Regions from separate parts of the Zea mays genome. Here region 1 is linked to region 2. Evidence: chromatin contacts called from public Hi-C data. All regions are on one chromosome and are shown on one strand. Each heading gives the region's core, a stretch centred on a gene start, on an enhancer-like site or on the middle of the called end of the contact. The rest is flanking DNA. Distances are from core to core; before and after follow the strand shown. Region 1 holds the start of LOC100286852. Region 2 has its middle 18 kb from the start of LOC100502392.

Region 1 (2,700 bases), core at 2-2,501, 160 kb before region 2:
TGTCCGTGCCTCGGAAGATCATCTCCTGCGAGCGAGTGAGCAGCACAAATATATTAGCTAGAGGGTGGAAGCGATGCAACATTTATGCGACGACGTACGGCGTACCCAGAGAACGGCGACCATGTCGGCGTCGGAGAGCTTGTCGACGCCCTGGAGGGAGAGCAGGACGTCGGTGAAGTCCGTGACGCCGCCGGTGTCGCCGAGGCCGAGGCGCGCACGGTGCTCGTCGATGATGTTGCCAACGAAGCGGTTCACCCGCGGGACGAGCGCGGAGCACCTGGCCCGGGTCCTCTGCAGGTCGAAGCGGGCCAGCCACGGGAGGTGGTCGGACCAGTTCAGCTGCCCGAGGAGGTCGTAGCCTTCGTCCACCAGCGCCTTCAGCTCCTCGCCGTCCGCCGCCAGCAGCAGCAGGTCGTACCTGCGCCCGAACACCGACCACATGACGTTGTGCAGCGACGCGCGCTTCAGGAACCGGCGCGCCACCACGACGGCGGGGGCGGGGGCGGGGGCGGCCGTGGTCACGGCGTCCACCATCTGGCGCGCGATGACCGCGCGCTGCGCGGAGGAGGCCGCGACCTGGCGCGGCGAGAAGAGGTGCGCCGACGCCACGCGGCGGAGCGCGCGCCAGTAGGCGCCGTGCGGGGCGAAGCCGATGGCGCGGTGGAAGAGGAGCCCGTACGCGGACTCCTTGACGGGGCGGTCGGCGAAGGCGGCGCTGCCGAGCAGCTCCCTCGCGACGTCCGGGTCGCCGGTCACCACCGCCCGGGTCTCGCCGAGGGAGAGCGCCATGAGACGGCGGCGCCTGCTGCTGCCCTGACCCCCGGCCGCCGCCGCCGCCGCCGCGAGCTTGCGGTGCGCCAGGCCGGTCATCAGCCCCATGCTGCCGACCACTGGCAGGCCCCGGGGTCCCGGGATGGCGGCGCGGACGATGCCCAGCCCGCCTCGCCTGGTCCACCAGTACCGCCCCCAGGCGGGGCCGCCCGGGCACGCCCAGTGCAGGAGCGACGTTACGACGCAGGCGCCGACGAAGACCGCCGCCAAGCCGAGCAGGCGGCTAGGGTCGCCGCATTTGGCGGCCAGGGAGAGGTACAGCAGCCAGCCGCAGTCCTCGGTCGGCGGTGCCGCCATGGCTGACTAACCTCAGCTCTTTGTGGATTGGATGCACCACTGCGCTCACGACTCAAGTTTCCTTCTGCTGTGGAAGAAAGTAGGACGACCAGAGACCAGAGAGGGTTGCGTGGTTCAAGTCTTGGAGGACTGGAAATGGCGGCCCCGTGTATTTATAGCTGCGGCGAGGAGCCGGTGCGGAGGGTTGTCTTTTAAGGCAATAATGGCGGGAGCAAGCTCCTCTATATATTACTAGTCTGTTAACAACGGTGGCACCGGACTGACGACGGTGCGAGACCACAGCGACAGAGATGGCCATGATATTTCTACCGGGCCCGAATGGTGCTTGGTTAGCTGCGGTGGCCATCAGGCAACGACGTCAAGGCCAGCCAAGGGGTGCACGGCATGTGGGTGGGACGACATGGGGGCGCGTGGAGCCTGCGAGCTCTGCCGGGACCCAAAGGAGGTGTCGCCCGCACGTGGCCGGCGTGCCACGCCGAGGTTCATCGCTTGGTGGACGACGGACGGGACACCTGATCCTGCTGCATGCTAGTTTTTTATGTCACAGCGCATAGATTCTATGTCATTGTTAAATGTGACTATAGGTTATCTGTTTAGAATACGACTTAATATATATTATAATATTTACAATCAGAGTCTCTATTTATATATTACCGTTTAATGCGAGCTCTAACTCATTAGTGAGAGGTCTACATCAAATACAAAAACAGGATAAAAAAGTCTTCACTGTTTAGTAGATAAAAAATATACTTTCTTCCTTCTATAATATGTATATCTCTACTTGTTTTTTGAAATATAATGGTTACATCTTTATAAAGGTATACACGCGAACGCTGCTCTCTTGCTCGGTAATATAGTAGTACACTGTTTTGGGACGGGACGGAGGCAGTACTCTTTGTTGTGAACATAATCTACTCTTGAAATCGACGGTTTGGACTAGCTACACCACATTGATAATCAAAGCTCGTACGGGTTACAAGCGAATGAGACACGGAAGAGAGACTCCTAAATCTCAAGTCTCTTATTATGGTAGAGCCGTAGAGGTGGAGCTAAGGGTTACAGAGTAGAGTCCTAACTAAATCTTGCTCGGCGGCGGGCCTCCGGTCTCTGGGTCCTCGTTGGTGTGTCCTCCTCCTGTTCGCTGGTTCCTCTGGGTGTCTTCTCGTCTGGGGTCCATCCTTACATCTATTCGGGTCTCCGGGGATCTAAGAGTCTTCGACCCTCAGCCTCGGGCCGCCCTCCTCCTTTTATAGGTCAAGCAGAGGGTCGTCCAGAGGTGGCTTCCTTAAAAAGGAGCCATCGAGCGACGGTAAAGTCGAGCGTTCTACCGTAGGGGTAAAGCCACGCGTGCTCGTGAACCCCGGGGTCGCCTGCACTACCGGAATCTGAGGCTTTGCCGAGTGTCGGCCTCTTTGCCGAGTGCCTTTTGTCGGGCACTCGGCAAAGAAGGCTTTGCCGAGAGCCGCACTCGGTAAAGTTAGGCTCTCGGCAACGAGCCTCTTTACTGAGTGCTGGACACTCGGCACAGGACCCCACTCGGCAAAGACACGTTTGCCGAGTGTTAAACACTCG
Region 2 (2,750 bases), core at 221-2,720:
GTGTAATGTACGTTGGTAGTGATCACCTCTGGTACTGAGTAATCATGCAATGTATTGGGTGAATGTTAATACCTTTATACTTTTATAAAACTACTTTTTAAGACAAATCGATACATTGGCGGTTGTGTTAACAAAACCGAAGTGTAAGTAGCCCGTTCCACTAGCGGTTGGCTAAGGGCATAACCAGTGAAAATAACATTCCACTTGCGGTTCACTTAAATGAACTGTCAGTGTAAATAGCTCGTTTTCACTGACGGTTTCGTTAAGTGATAGTGTATATGATATTTCCACTAGTGGTTCACTTAAAACAACCGCGAGTGTAAATATCTATTTTGCACTGATGGTTTAGTTAAGTGAACCGCAAGTGTATATGATATTTGCATTGGCGGTTCACTTAAAACAACCGCTAGTGTAAATATTTGTTTTTCACTGACGGTTCAGTTCTGGTATGCGGTAACTGAAACCGGCAGTATAATTTTCTATGTGCCGCTAACTTAGAGCTCTTTTCTACTGGTGTGAAACTCAGATGATTCGAGAGTTACGTTGGGACAAGACAGTGCTAGCAGCGTCTAGTGGGGGGGACGCAATGGGCCGGACCGGGGGGCTATGGTTTAGGCTAGCAGGACCGCCGGAGGGAGAGATCTGATTCAGATAGGCGTACTCGTATCAGAAGCTAGCTATATACTGTGAAAATAATAGTCTGGTGATCTGATCTGAGGCAGCCTGTGATCGATCGATGCATTATGCATGCATGGTGGTGGTGGATGGTGGTGGTAGTACGTTGGCGGAAGCCTGCATGGTTTGGTGTACGGCAAAAAAAAACTGTCCACGCGGAGAACATGCATGCATGCTGCCATATCGGCTCTGCGTGCATGTGTCTGTGCTGTGTGCTGTGGTGGCGGGTTAAACAGGAGCTCTGATGTGATCTGGCACAATGTGCCGTGGGTTTAATGCCCGTCTTGTCTTGCTTGACTGCAGGGTACCGAACCAATAGATCGTCGACGTCGTCGTCGTCGTCATCGTATGGTACTAGTACTGCTACGTGTAACGTACTATGCATGGTCTGGTCCATGGAGAGGAGGAGCGTTTGGTTGCGGCTGCATGCATGTGAGCGACATGCATCATGTCCCTGTGCAGGCGTGCAGCCTTCTTCCAAGGGAGGAGAATTCAGGACGTGTAACAACCAGCGTAGTTACCTTCATGTACGTAACGTTCCTGTGCACGCAACGCAGGCAAGCAGCAGTGAGACGCCGGCCGGACCGGACGCGCATCATGTCGTGACCGATGGACGACGCATCTGCATCTGGTCCTCGTCGTCGTCCCATCTGGGAAGGCGTTTAAAGCGATTTTAAGGAGGGTGCAGAGAAAGTCCTGGCCCCAATAATGATGGCGCGTCCTCTACCTATGGGTGTCCGTCTCGAGCCGTGCGCGCTGTACGGAGCTTCCCCCTCTCTCTCTCTTCAGCCCGAAAGGGAAGGGCGACGGCGACTGACTCGCTGAGTCGCTGTCCGCTGTCGCAGGCACAGGCCACAGGCCAACCGCGAACCCCCGGTACGACGAGCACGGCACGGGCGACTGCGATGATGCGATGTGCGCTCGCAGTCCCAGCCCAGCCCAGCCGGAGGCCGCCAGCACGCCGGCTGCCTGCGCCTGCCAGTGGCATCCAGAGAGCCTCTGCACGCTAGGACTAGGAGGGGCTGGGGCGAGGAATACGAGACTGGGGCGGGGCCGCGCGCAGGCGCAGGCGCAGGCGCCGGCAGCCAGCAGCAGGCGGCCGGCCCCGCGAGGCGCAGGGGAATTTGTCTTTTCCAAATCCGGCCGCCGGCCCGGATCCCAACGCCTAACGGACCGCCCACGCGGCCGAGGTCGGTCTGTGGTCACCGGCTAGCTCACGGCCTCACGGTCACGGGGGTCCTTCTCCTTCTCTCCCACCGGCCACCGGCTCCATTCCACTCCATCGGTGCTTCGCTTCCATCTGCCACTCCGAGTGCCAGGGGTGTGCGCCGTTCGAGAAGCCCAAGGCGGAACCGCGACGCGCCGAGAGAGGCTAAGCGGAGTCCTGCGAATATGGTCGCTTGAGGGTGTGCACCTGAAACATGCGGACCGTGACGTCCGTGACATGTCTACTGTGACGTGACATGTCAAGCTTGCGATGGTGCCGTCTAGAGTTTTCGTAAGACGTTCTATTTTTGTTTTTATTTTTCCAATGCTTGAATTTTTCTCTCTAAGTCTCGAAAACTTAAGAGCTAATTTGGTAACCATGAATAATTAATCCGAAGATAAAATCCACACCATATAGGATCCCTGGACACAACCATAATAATCTAGGGAAGATATCACTGCTAGGGGCTAGTTTGAGAGCCATAAAACCAGAGAGGATTGGAGGAGCTACAATCCCTTCTTATTCAATAAGAAGCGGATTCTAACCCCTCCAATCTCCTCCGGTTTTATGGCTCCCAAACTAGCCTTAGGGTGGGATTCCCTTTTGCTCTTTGGAACAAAGTGACAGGGAAGTTAGCACTATTGAGCCGTCAGCTACTTGGATTAGAATGACGTCTGCGAGCATATGACTTCAAACCAAATAACAACTCCATTGTTGAACAAAAGGCGGTCTAAAATTTAGTGGCTACACCCTAGACTTGTTCCGATAAGTTTGGTCTTAGAATTCGACGCGTCAGAAAGATAGATAGAAAGGGCTTTTATTGTTGCAAAATCTGCAAGCATGCCAAATTGCCAACGGCCCAATCTAT

What was found. Hi-C and Micro-C count contacts between places; a contact is called where the count stands out from the background.
Region 1: a contact with region 2 is called in a Hi-C map of tassel, with 2.7 times the contacts expected there. The contact joins the promoter of LOC100286852 here to the enhancer-like site in region 2. A contact is called at or near these places in 6 of 25 Hi-C or Micro-C datasets (ear, endosperm, leaf and 2 more).

What each region holds. Positions count from the first base shown.
Region 1 is chr1:212,157,565-212,160,264 of Zm-B73-REFERENCE-NAM-5.0, reverse strand. It overlaps LOC100286852, which reads right to left and starts at 1,251. Exons shown (of 2, transcript NM_001365474.1): 1 at 106-1,251; 2 at 1-25. The coding sequence starts at 1,128.
Region 2 is chr1:212,000,896-212,003,645 of Zm-B73-REFERENCE-NAM-5.0, reverse strand. No RefSeq gene overlaps it. Among protein-coding and RNA genes, the nearest start is that of LOC100502392, 18 kb to the left of the region's middle. Within about 2 kb of position 1,470, at least 16 of the 20 cell types and tissues checked have an H3K27ac peak or open chromatin away from gene starts, as enhancers often do. A contact at or near this core is called in ear, endosperm, leaf and 1 more, where this site is marked.